Linked DNA regions of Gossypium hirsutum: region 2 is linked to region 1. The links are chromatin contacts, called in public Hi-C maps. All regions are on one chromosome and are shown on one strand. The core of a region is the stretch at or near the end of the contact, and the rest is flanking DNA. Distances in the headings are between cores, read along the strand shown.

Evidence for each region. Hi-C and Micro-C count contacts between places; a contact is called where the count stands out from the background.
Region 2: a contact with region 1 is called in a Hi-C map of leaf, with 1.7 times the contacts expected there. The contact joins the promoter of LOC107914197 here to the enhancer-like site in region 1. A contact is called at or near these places in 3 of 34 Hi-C or Micro-C datasets (fibers, hypocotyl and leaf).

Annotation. Positions count from the first base shown.
Region 1 is chrD10:10,412,075-10,417,584 of Gossypium_hirsutum_v2.1, reverse strand. LOC107914196 (squamous cell carcinoma antigen recognized by T-cells 3) reads right to left here. Exons shown (of 15, transcript XM_016843010.2): 14 at 5,205-5,471; 15 at 3,707-4,090. The coding sequence ends at 5,206. Among protein-coding and RNA genes, the nearest start is that of LOC107914196, 16 kb to the right of the region's middle. Within about 2 kb of position 2,559, at least 3 of the 9 cell types and tissues checked have an H3K27ac peak or open chromatin away from gene starts, as enhancers often do. A contact at or near this core is called in leaf, where this site is marked.
Region 2 is chrD10:10,444,969-10,450,478 of Gossypium_hirsutum_v2.1, reverse strand. It overlaps LOC107914197 (zinc-finger homeodomain protein 4), which reads right to left and starts at 2,345. Exons shown (of 1, transcript XM_016843013.2): 1 at 1-2,345. The coding sequence starts at 1,184. The coding sequence ends at 285.

The DNA of each region.
Region 1 (5,510 bases), core at 1,310-3,809:
AAATTTCTGCAATTTTTTAGTCCAAGCAAAGAGCCACCACTGTCAAAAAAAAAAAAAAAGGCTGAAACATATCATATGCAATTTTATTATGACCAACCCTAAGTCTAACAAGATATTTCCCACCATTTCTGTTTTTAGAGTTTGAAAACTTGTTCCGTTACACAGAATGTCTCATTTAAATAATATTTGGTCTGGTTCTTTTAATTTTATTGGATAATTTAAATACGTTAGAGTTAATTAGTAATATATCAAACTCCTAAATTTCATTGTTAATTCTAACACTTTTTGGGTTAAATGATGACAAACTTTAAATTTAATATTATGGAGGAGAGAGATGTGTGTAAGAGAAGGTGTGGTTTGAGAAAGTGGACCCAGCCTGGCTTAGGCTAGTATGATTTTGGGGGCTTGCCGAAAAGAGTAGGTTGTCATGGCTTTTAATATTTGTCTGGACTTGGAGTTAAGACTTAAAGGCCACATTAGCATGAGATTCAAAGCTGCACTGCCAATGAAGTTTATTAACCTTTCCTTTTACACTATCCATCTCTTTCTTCTCTGCCCACTATATTATGTACCACCAAACCAGACATCGTACCTCCCCACTCTCATCTACTTTTAAACCAGTTTTTGTTTATATTAACTTCACTTCACAACCCTTTTTCTTTTATCCTAAAAATGGCTCATATTCTTATTTCCACATAAACTATCAAATATATTTTTTATTAGTACTTGGTTTCTCTTTTTTTTTTTTTAAATATCAAATCTCTTTATCTCGAATATAATTTATATCAAGATTAAAACTTTAGGATCTTTTAAGTGTTTAAGTTTGGATCTCACCTATGGAAACTATGTGTAGAGAAATTAGTTTGAGTTGAGTTAATTATTTAGTTTAATGGTCAAAATGATTGATTCTGATATAATATAAAAATATTATCTTAATGGGTAGGATTTTGATTTTTCAAATATATTTTTGATTGGAGAGCCAAGGATGATAATGATGGATGATTAGGATTAGGAAGGGGAAAAGGGGAATTTGCAATCAGTATTGAAGACGCGGCATGATGTAGGAAGAAGGAAAAAAAGGGAAACATAGAAAGAGAGGTATGGGGTCACATGAAAAAAAATTAAATTTTGACTAACTCTATTTTGACACCCAAATTTACATCTTTTTAAAAATGTGACATTGTTTGAAAATTAAAAAAATGTATATTTATTAAGTTTTAAGTGATATGGATGGAAATGCATGAATGATGATTAAAGAGCAGAGAGAAATGAAGCAGCATTAATATGTAAAAGTAGAAGACGCATGAACCCAAGTCATTCAATTCGTTTAATTGTGGGTCAAACAATTTGGTGAGTTCTAGGGCTCATTTTTTTCATATCTATTGTATCTAATTTAATTTTAATGTAATTGCATATGGTAAAAGATTAAATGATTTGAAGGAAATTGATGATGTTAAATTTGGTATGATAGTATCTATTTAAAAGATATGGCAAGAGTTTGGTTTTTTTCCTAAAGACAAGGCAATGCAAGAAGTGATTCATATCCAATTTTAATGATGGAGTTAGTTTGGTTTAATTGTTAAGGTCACCATGACATTACATTGGAGTCTTATTATTATTTAGAATTGGTCCACAAATTCTATTAACTTTATAACATAAAAAAGAATGTTCATCAGAAGGTGTCGCTTTTATTATTATTTTATTTTTATACAAGGCATTGTGAAGTTGTTTTTATTCCAGAATAATAGACAATAACCTTTCAATGTGTGTTTGAACTACTACTCAAGATGCTTCTAGATCTTTTATTCATGTCGGGTTTAGGTCAACTCTAAACTTCCCATTTTATTATTTTAAAAATTAGATTAATATTTATATATTTCATGGGGCCTACCCAACATGTGGGATTATTATTTGTAGGTAACCAAATTTTAAATATATTGATAGAAAAGTGTAAATATGATATTAGTGTTTTATTTTATAGAAATGAAAGTGGTTTTGTTCTTAATTTTTACATAAGGTACCTTCTTCATTTTTAACACATTTCAAATTAATAGTTTTCCTGATTTCAATATTTTAATTTTTTTATTACCATAATCATAATTTAATTTTAAATCTTTTCATTTATTTTGATATTAAATTAAGTTCCTTTTAAATTATTTTAAACTAATTCAAAATCATAACTATTTCTTTTATTTTTATTAAATAATACTTTATAATTAAAATGATAAAATGTTAAAAAAACATTTTTTTATATTAGGACATATTTTAAATAGTAAATCATGCTTAATTTAGAATTCAATAATAATGCCTTTTTGCTATATTAAAATAATAATTTCATTTTAAAGCATTGTAAATATTTTATTTTTTAAAATAAAATTTAATTAAATAAATTTTTATACCAACATATATTTGTTATACCTATATCACGTACCCCTACATCTATTCCTAAACTATGCTATGCGTGTCCAGTGAATCAAACTAAGCCAACAAACTATGCAATCAACAAACCTTCCACCTTTTACCACAAGTAAACATGAGCCCAAAAAATCCTCATGCCATTTCATATCTTTGCTAAGCATGCATGATACACGCGTAGGTATTCGAAGTCATTAATTACCCAACTGCCCTCAGACATTATATTCTAAGACGTCACTGAAAGAGAATTAAATATGATCTCATTGTCAACAATATCTAAACAGATAGGCAACCTTATCTCGCAGTATAAAAACCCACAACAAAAACTGAAGAAAGCCAAGTCCCCTTTCCATATCAAATACTTCTTTCCAAACTTTCTCACCAAAGATCGACCCCCTTTCTAGTGGCTTTCCACCCCCACAAAGGTGAACCATCATACAATCCATCTCTTCCTCTCCTTATTGAACTCACTAGTTAACAATATTAAATAATTAAAAGTAAGACTTATTATCAATGACACTAAAGTGAAGCTAACTACTTTAAAAAAGATTCTCCCCTGAGTTTGTTTTGAATGGGGCCATAGGAATTAAAAAGAGGCAAGAAGGAGATGAGGAATAAAGGAGCCTAGCCTAGGTTAAAATTGATTATATGCCCCAGTCCAACTCGGTTCAAGCTCTACTGAATATGTCAGTTTGGTTCCCACTTCAATTTGTTTACATCGTAGAATATTTTAAAACCCTAAAAGAATGTATTGTACTAAGTGGTCCGAATTTGAATGAGAACATAATCAACAATAAAGGAGCCTAAACCTATGCTACCATTAATTGGGAAATTTGAGCCACACCTTTACTCCAATTCTTATTTTGGAACTCTATTGTGGACACTTCTTTTATTATTACTACTACATTTAGTTGCTTTTTAATTTTTTTTTTGTTTTGTTTACTTAAATTGGTTGTAAAATATAATTTTGTTGGTTTTTATTTTATTTTATTTTGTAATTTGTAAACGGAATGATTTGGGTTGAATTTTGGTGTTTATGATTAGGCACATAAAAGTGCTAATGAGTTGAGATTAAGTATGAATATTAAGGTCCATAAGTTTATATTCCACTTCACAAAATCTATAGGAGTCCAAAGACGAAAGGAGAAACAAAAAAATATTACTACGATGTAAACAAAGAGTTCAAAAATAAGTATTACATAGTTTTTAAAAGCATTTTTTTGGAAAAAAAAAAAGAGAATAAATTCTTCGTTTTTAAATTCCGTTGACCAAAAGATATTAAAGCTGCATAAATTATTTGCATTGTACTCACTATTATCAACCAAGAAAAAAATATGTAATGAGCATAGTATAATAATTCCATATTGATCCAAACTAATCTATATTGATAGCGATTCATCCTTCCCGAACACGGCATACAACTCATACAACTCATTCTGCGCTCTCAAAGTTTGCTTATTCTCCCATTTTTCCTTACCATGACAAGTATTTTGAGTCAACCTAAACACTCTAATATCCTTTTTCAAACCTACTCCCATTTTGAGTCAAAATCAAAAGATGGATAAATAGATGCATCTCATCAAGGCTTTTGTAGTGACTAAGGGAGTCAAGACCAAGAAGTGAATTATTTATCAGCCAAGCATTCCTCTTACGGCTAGATTCAATCTCCTAGTCTCTGCAAGAAAAAGAATTTCATGTTCTTTTGAGAAGGAAGGATTGGGTGATTGCAATTTTCTCCGGCAAATAAAACTTTTGCACATTTTCATGAACAAGATCCATATAGACACATAGATTCATGAATCCCTACATCATAATTGAAAGAGTCAATAGAAAAAAGAAAGAAATGAAATTGATCAATATATCTCTCGAAACAAATGAAAGGGAAATGAAAACTGAAACATAAACCAAAGATCAACCAAGCTATCTCGGAGACTTGCAATCACCAAATGTTCAAAAATTCCTCTATTCAATCCTTTTCCTTCTTGTTGCTGAATATCTTGCATCTTTTCTTTGTTTCCCAAGCCTATAGTTCCATCATACATTACAATCAATCAACTAAACTTATTTAAAAGAATAATCAAACTAAATTCACTAATCCCAATCAATTTGATGAAATCAGTTTGATTTAATTCAACTTAATCGGTTACCCTTGCTTATACATGACAATATGAAGCACGTACCATCATAAAATTGCTTGTTTGCATCAATAGTATTTTCACGTTACAAGCCGTTACAAACTAGACTCAAAAGACCTTAAGTTTTATATATATTAATTTTACCCTAGTTTTTATCAAATTGAACTCAAATCCCAAATCTCAAATTATTTCAGATTTAAATCACTTCAAATTCAGATCCTTTCAGCATCTTAATTTTTTAAATAAGTTCAGATCAAATTGAAGGGTCTCAAATCAGAACCAACGGCTTTTCAAGTTGAATCTCATTTTCCCACCACTTTGGAGCATTTATGGTTGTAAATTAAAAGAGAATAAATAGAAAATAACCATTTCTAAACCTGTAATCCCACAAGGTTTGGAAATTAAATCTCTAAATCCAAAGATTAAACAGAGAGAGTGGAGCATTACCTACACGCAAAACATGGGTCATTAAACCTAACGGTAATGGTAAAAGTAAAACTGTTGCCAACCTATTAGTGTGAAAAAGAAAAAAAGGAAATTGATAAAGCAATGGTTAGCACTTAGCAGTTCACCCTAAATGCATTACCCAAAACCACAACTAATTTATCACCAAAATTGGATTTTGCTACTAAGGATAATATTTTGAGAACGTACCTCAGCTTTTCATAAACATTTTTCTGAATTCATCATTCGATTTTGGCTTCTCATCTTCCTCTTTCTTGGTTCCTGGCTTGTTAGTAGTCCACCCAAGTGGTTTAACATTTCTAGGCACCGCAAACGTATTTTTCCCCTTCAGTTGAATGCTCTCAAAATGCTTACGAGAATGTGGTACCTGGGGAGCTACGCTTGAACCCTTTGAGATTTCAACAGATTCTTTAGATGCAGAACTCCCTTCAATTCCACTCTGATTGCTATCATGTTCTGCAATTTCAGTTTAGACACATAAGAGACTAACCAAGC
Region 2 (5,510 bases), core at 1,096-3,595, 33 kb before region 1:
TGCAAAAACATGAGTCAAATAATCACTCATGTTAACCGAAACCGTCTTGGAAACTTTTTTCTTCTTTTTTTAATTTGCCTAATCTACCACTGGCCGCCCCACTACCACTATAAGCAAGAAACACACACCCAAGGAACCAAACCAAACCAGACGAAATGATTAAGCTAGCTAATTATGAAGCTAGATATATAGTGGAAGGAAATGAAAATGAGACACAAATTACTAAGAAGGACTGAAGAGAAGAGATACTGATTAAATTGGCGTTTTGACTTTGATCATCATGGTCATGCAGCAGTGGTAGTAGGAGCAGCAGCAGTGGCGGTGGCGGTGGAATTACAAGGGTTTTTCCTGGCTAGATTGTGCTTGTTGTTGTGCATCCACACCTTGAGGACTCTTCTCTTCACCCCAATCTCTTGGCAGAACTGTTGCACCACTGCTTCTTCTTGCTTTTGGATTTTCCACCCTACTTTCTCTGCGAAGTTAAGCATTTTCTCCTTTTGTTCCTGGGTGAACTTTGTCCTGAACCTTTTCTTCATCAGCTGGAGTGGCCTGCTCCCCACTACCCCACCACCATCTTCGGGCTGTTCATCCGACTCTGAAGGGAGGGAGCCCATGTTGTAGGACATTATCATCTGGTGGGGTGTTGGTGCTGCTCTTGAGTGTATAAGAGTACCTGTGGGGTACCCTAGAGCCTCAGGTGGTAGGATACTCTTGTGGTGACCTAAAATGAGTTTCCTTCCAACCCTGCTGCTGAGATGTGGACTATGCAACGGGTAACAGTCAAATGAAGAGGGCTCACCTTCAATTTCTTTTCTGTGGAAGTTCCTATGGCAGTTACAGGCTGAGCAATTCAGGGCTTCAATGGTACCCTCCTCTCCACTGGGCATGAACTCACCACATCCATCTGTGGCATTGCCCCCCATGGCTGCTGCATGGTTCTTGAGGCACTCTCTGTACCTCACCGCTTTCTTGTAGGGCACATGATCGTCTAGGTTTGTGGACAAGGAGGAAGGGCCATTCGAAAGAATTGGGGGTGCTGAAGAAGGTATGATATGGTTGTGGGGTGCAGCAGGTTCATGATGGATCATGTGCCCGTGCCCGTGCCCGTGCCCGTGCCCATGTCCCCCACCATATGTACTGTTCAAAGGAATTGGGATCTCTCCTTCTTGACTGGAAAGTTCCATTTCTAGGTATTATGTATTTTATTTGTGCTTTCCTTATTGTGTAGGGACTTTGAAGACCAAAAGAGAAGGAGACTGACAAGGTTGGAGTAGTTTAGGGCAGGAGGCCAAAAATGATTAGAAAATAAAAGATCTATGCTTGCTTCCTTTGTTTATTAAATCCTAAATCCTAGGAGTTTTGTGGACAGCTTGTCAACTCTTGCACAGCACCATAATAGAAAAACAATATTCTATCCTATCAATCCTTGGCACTGAGTCTGAGAAAACCTTGTTTCACAATAATATTAACTTAAACAAAGAAAAAGGAGACAAAGGGAGAAGGATGACTCACTATGCAGTTATAAATAAAAGCTTTGGCTATATATCAGGTTATTTGAGAAGCAGGTTAGAGAGAGGGTTAGGGTATGGTGTATGTATCAGAGAGTAAGGCAGATTTGGATTGATGATGGGAAGGACAAATGAAAAAAAGGAAAAGAGTCAACAATAGAACCACCTAGACTTTGAATTATCTCCCATCCTATTGTTCTCATAAGTCTAGGGTCAACTGGGAAAGAAGAGAAAACAAAAAGAAAAGGAGAGGAACAAGGCAAAGTGTGTTGACTCAATGTCTCCCTTGGAAATTAAGAAAATGATGGCTGTAAGAAGAGAAAGGAAGATCACTCTCTTACTCACTTACTAAACTAATATTGAGACAACAATGTCTTTTCTCTTTTATTTTCTATTCACTCTAGATATGGAAATTAATAAAAGTGAAGACGACCCAGGGATGAGAGAACAATGGCAATCAATAAAGCAAAGAGAATAGAGGGTTTGAACTTAAAGAAATAAAAAAAGAAAAAGGAAAAAGGGTAAAACAAGGGTGGTGAAGGAGGAAGAGGAGAAGAAAAGAGAGTTATTGAGAGGAAGGATTTGGAAGTGAAGGGCGCTATAAACAGGTGGGTTATACGAGTAGTGAAGGCTAAAAAGAAGAAGACAGGGAGAAAGACAAGAGGAATAGTCTGTTTAAGTGAGTTGAGAGATAAAAATAAAGCAAAAAAAAAAAAGTGCATTAAGGTGCTTGCTTTGCTTGCACTATCAGCCATCAAGTTTACGCCATTTAGAGAGCAGTGTGTCAGAGTGTGCAGACACCACAATGGAATGAATATGAGAGAGAGAGAGAGAGATCCCCATCCCCCTTCTCATAGTATAAAAATTATGAATCATTTAATTACAAAAATTTAAACCTTTTTTCCTTTTTGTTTCTTTAAATAAATTTAGCCGAACCCTTTGCTTCAGAAAATAGACATTCAAGCACAAGCATAAACACACAACTTTGCCCATGCCTTTGGCTCTCTTTTGATTGAAGTTTTTTCTTTCCTCTTTCAGTTTGATTATATATAGCAAAATTAGGGTTTAAGTTAACTTCTGTTAATTAGTTGAAGACATTTAAAAAGAAGGGACTAAAGGGTGATATCTGAATCTTATCTATAATAAATGTGGAGTTAATTGGGAGGTGACATACTTATCATGTGAATGATTTATTATGAAGGATCCCATTTTGTTTTTTTCTGTTTCCTTTTTAAATCATATCAAGATTTAAATAGGAGTATAATTGAATTTTTCAAAATTACATATAATATTATTAATAAATTTATATTTTGGTTACTCAACTTCAAAAAATTATAAAACAGTTTTTAAACTATTTGAAACTTTTCATTTCAGTCAATGGACTATAAAAATTGTTGTTATATGGTATTCTTTGTACGTACTTATATCAATCGAAAACTCTTTTTTTTTTCTATTTTATAATTCAATTTTTTCAATTAACCAATTTTAAATGTCACAAATATACAAATCAAAATCTAAATAACTTTCTTATTTAATCTCCAATATTGATCGTCAAATCTACTTAGATCTCAAGTATATTGACCAGAGTAAATGTGTTAATTAATTATAGGTTATTTGAAACCGTGGGTAGAGATGCAAAGTTGGTTGTTCTTTTTTGATTCACAAATTAGTTGGAGAAAAGATTGAAACATAGTCTGACCTTTATTAAATTATTATTGAAACCACTTTATTCTTTATTTATCCATGCCTTTATTCCACACTCCACCACACTTTATCCTAATTCTTTAGTTTTTTGTTTTTTTATCTTTCTCTTCTTGTCTCTTCTTCTACTACTTTATCTTCTTTTTTTTTTTATTTCTTCTTTTCATGCCTCCATTACCATTTAGTTCATATTTACATATTAAATGGTACTAGCTGGGAAGGGTCCACAAGAATAAATGTTGGTTGATGACAGAGGCTTGATCACAATTTTCAAGAAGTTGAGACCCAAATTTTTCTTTCTTTGAGGGAGGGGTGGAAAACATACATCCATCAATCCCAATCACTGCCAGCCCAAATTCTATGTGAATCATTTACTGCTTTCAATTTCTTTTTTACAAAAGAGATAAGATGATGTTTCATCTTCCAATTGGATCAATATCTCATAATTACCCTAAAAAATCTTGCTTCATTTTCCAAACTCCATTCTTTTATTAATATTGTACCTGGACAAATTTATTTTAATTCATAGGCGTCACCGGTCACTGCAATGTTAACATAGCCAGTTGATCCCTAGAGCAATCCATGTTGTATCTACAATTTTTGCCTTCTAAAGTTACTGATGATTCAACCCCCTACATTATGACTTATATCCCTAATTCCTTAGAGCTAAACTGTTGGCTTCCACATAAATGATCCATGCCACTGATTGGTCCAGGCCGCAAATATAATCACTTAGATGATCTAGGTCACTACTATACTTGATGCCAAAATTTAATCCATACAACCACAAGCTTAACCCATTTCCCTAATTCTTAAATTTTGACTTCCTAGTTTATTCTTCCTATTCTATGGATGTCTTGGTCTAAGGAACAAATAAGCATAAAGATCAATGTATACCCAGGAACCATTTATAGATATTGAGGTTTATCCATACCATCAGTAGCATAAACCCTAAAACACAGATAGCATAACTTTATTAACCCATTTCTTTGATCTCTAACCTTTGAATACTTGGTAACTTTAGATAATCCAAGAAGGTGAAGAAACCCCTTAAAAAATTGTGACCTAAACCCTAAATCACCTTATTTAATTTATTCTAAAAGCAAATAACTTTTTAAAAGTGCTTATGCTTTTGAACAAACCTACCAAAAATTCCACCATCATTGAAAAGCCTTAACTTATTTCCCTAAACCGTAAATCCATGAAGACGACGTCAAGTAACAGAACATGTGCTGAGTAATGAGTCTTTCATCCAAGTTATTTTTGCTCTATTGCTTCTCGAAGCATTAAGAACTCTTAACTTATTTCCCTTACGACAATCCCTCAAGACTAACCTTAAACTCCAAACCTTGAATGCTTAATCCTAAATTAACACATTGGATAAAAGACTTTCAATTTATTTTACTACACCATATTCTACCTTTAATCCCTTGTTATGTAATGCCCATATCCCGTTCCATTATCAGAATAGGGTTACAGAGTGTTATCGTACAAGTCGGAACATTTTATTTCAATTAGCAACCAACCATAAAAATTATTTCATAAATTCATATAAGAGTAAATATAAAATAAATCGTATATGTACGGGTCTTAACTCCAGCCTTCGTAGCTTTAAAAATAAATTATGAACATTCAGGGATAAAATCGAAACAAATCAGAACATTCAGGGAAAATTTAAAAATTTTCAAAACAGGGGTCACACGGTCGTGTGGCCTGGTTGTGTGACACTACCCGGATCATGTGGTGCAAAGACATGGCTGTGTGGCCAACCGTGTCCTAGACCGTGTACCTTTCGAAATGTCGCCACACGGTTGTGTCACTGGCCATGTGCGAGCTCGTGTAACATTCGAAATAATGTCACACAGCCGTGTCACTGACTGTGTGCTAGCCCGTGTAACATTTGATGTTGAGTCACACAACCGTGCCGTAGGCCGTGTGTCAGCTCGTGTAAAAACTGCACCTAAAAACGCTCAGGGCACACGCCCATATGTGTTGCCCGTGTGTGACACACGACCATGTGATAGCCCATGTCACAGACCGTGTGTGCCCAAAATTGACCCAAATCATGCTCATTTTTCACCCATTTGCTTAGGTACCTAAACACATTCAATTACACAACTTTATAAGCCAACAACCATCTTTAATAACACTCAAACATGTCAAGAAATCAACCTAAGTGCCTAACCAATGTGCCATCATTGACACCACAATACATTTCATAATATTTCACTTCCAAAGTTGCATATACAATACACAATTTATACATCAAAAGCATCCATTTCATTTCATACCATAATGCAA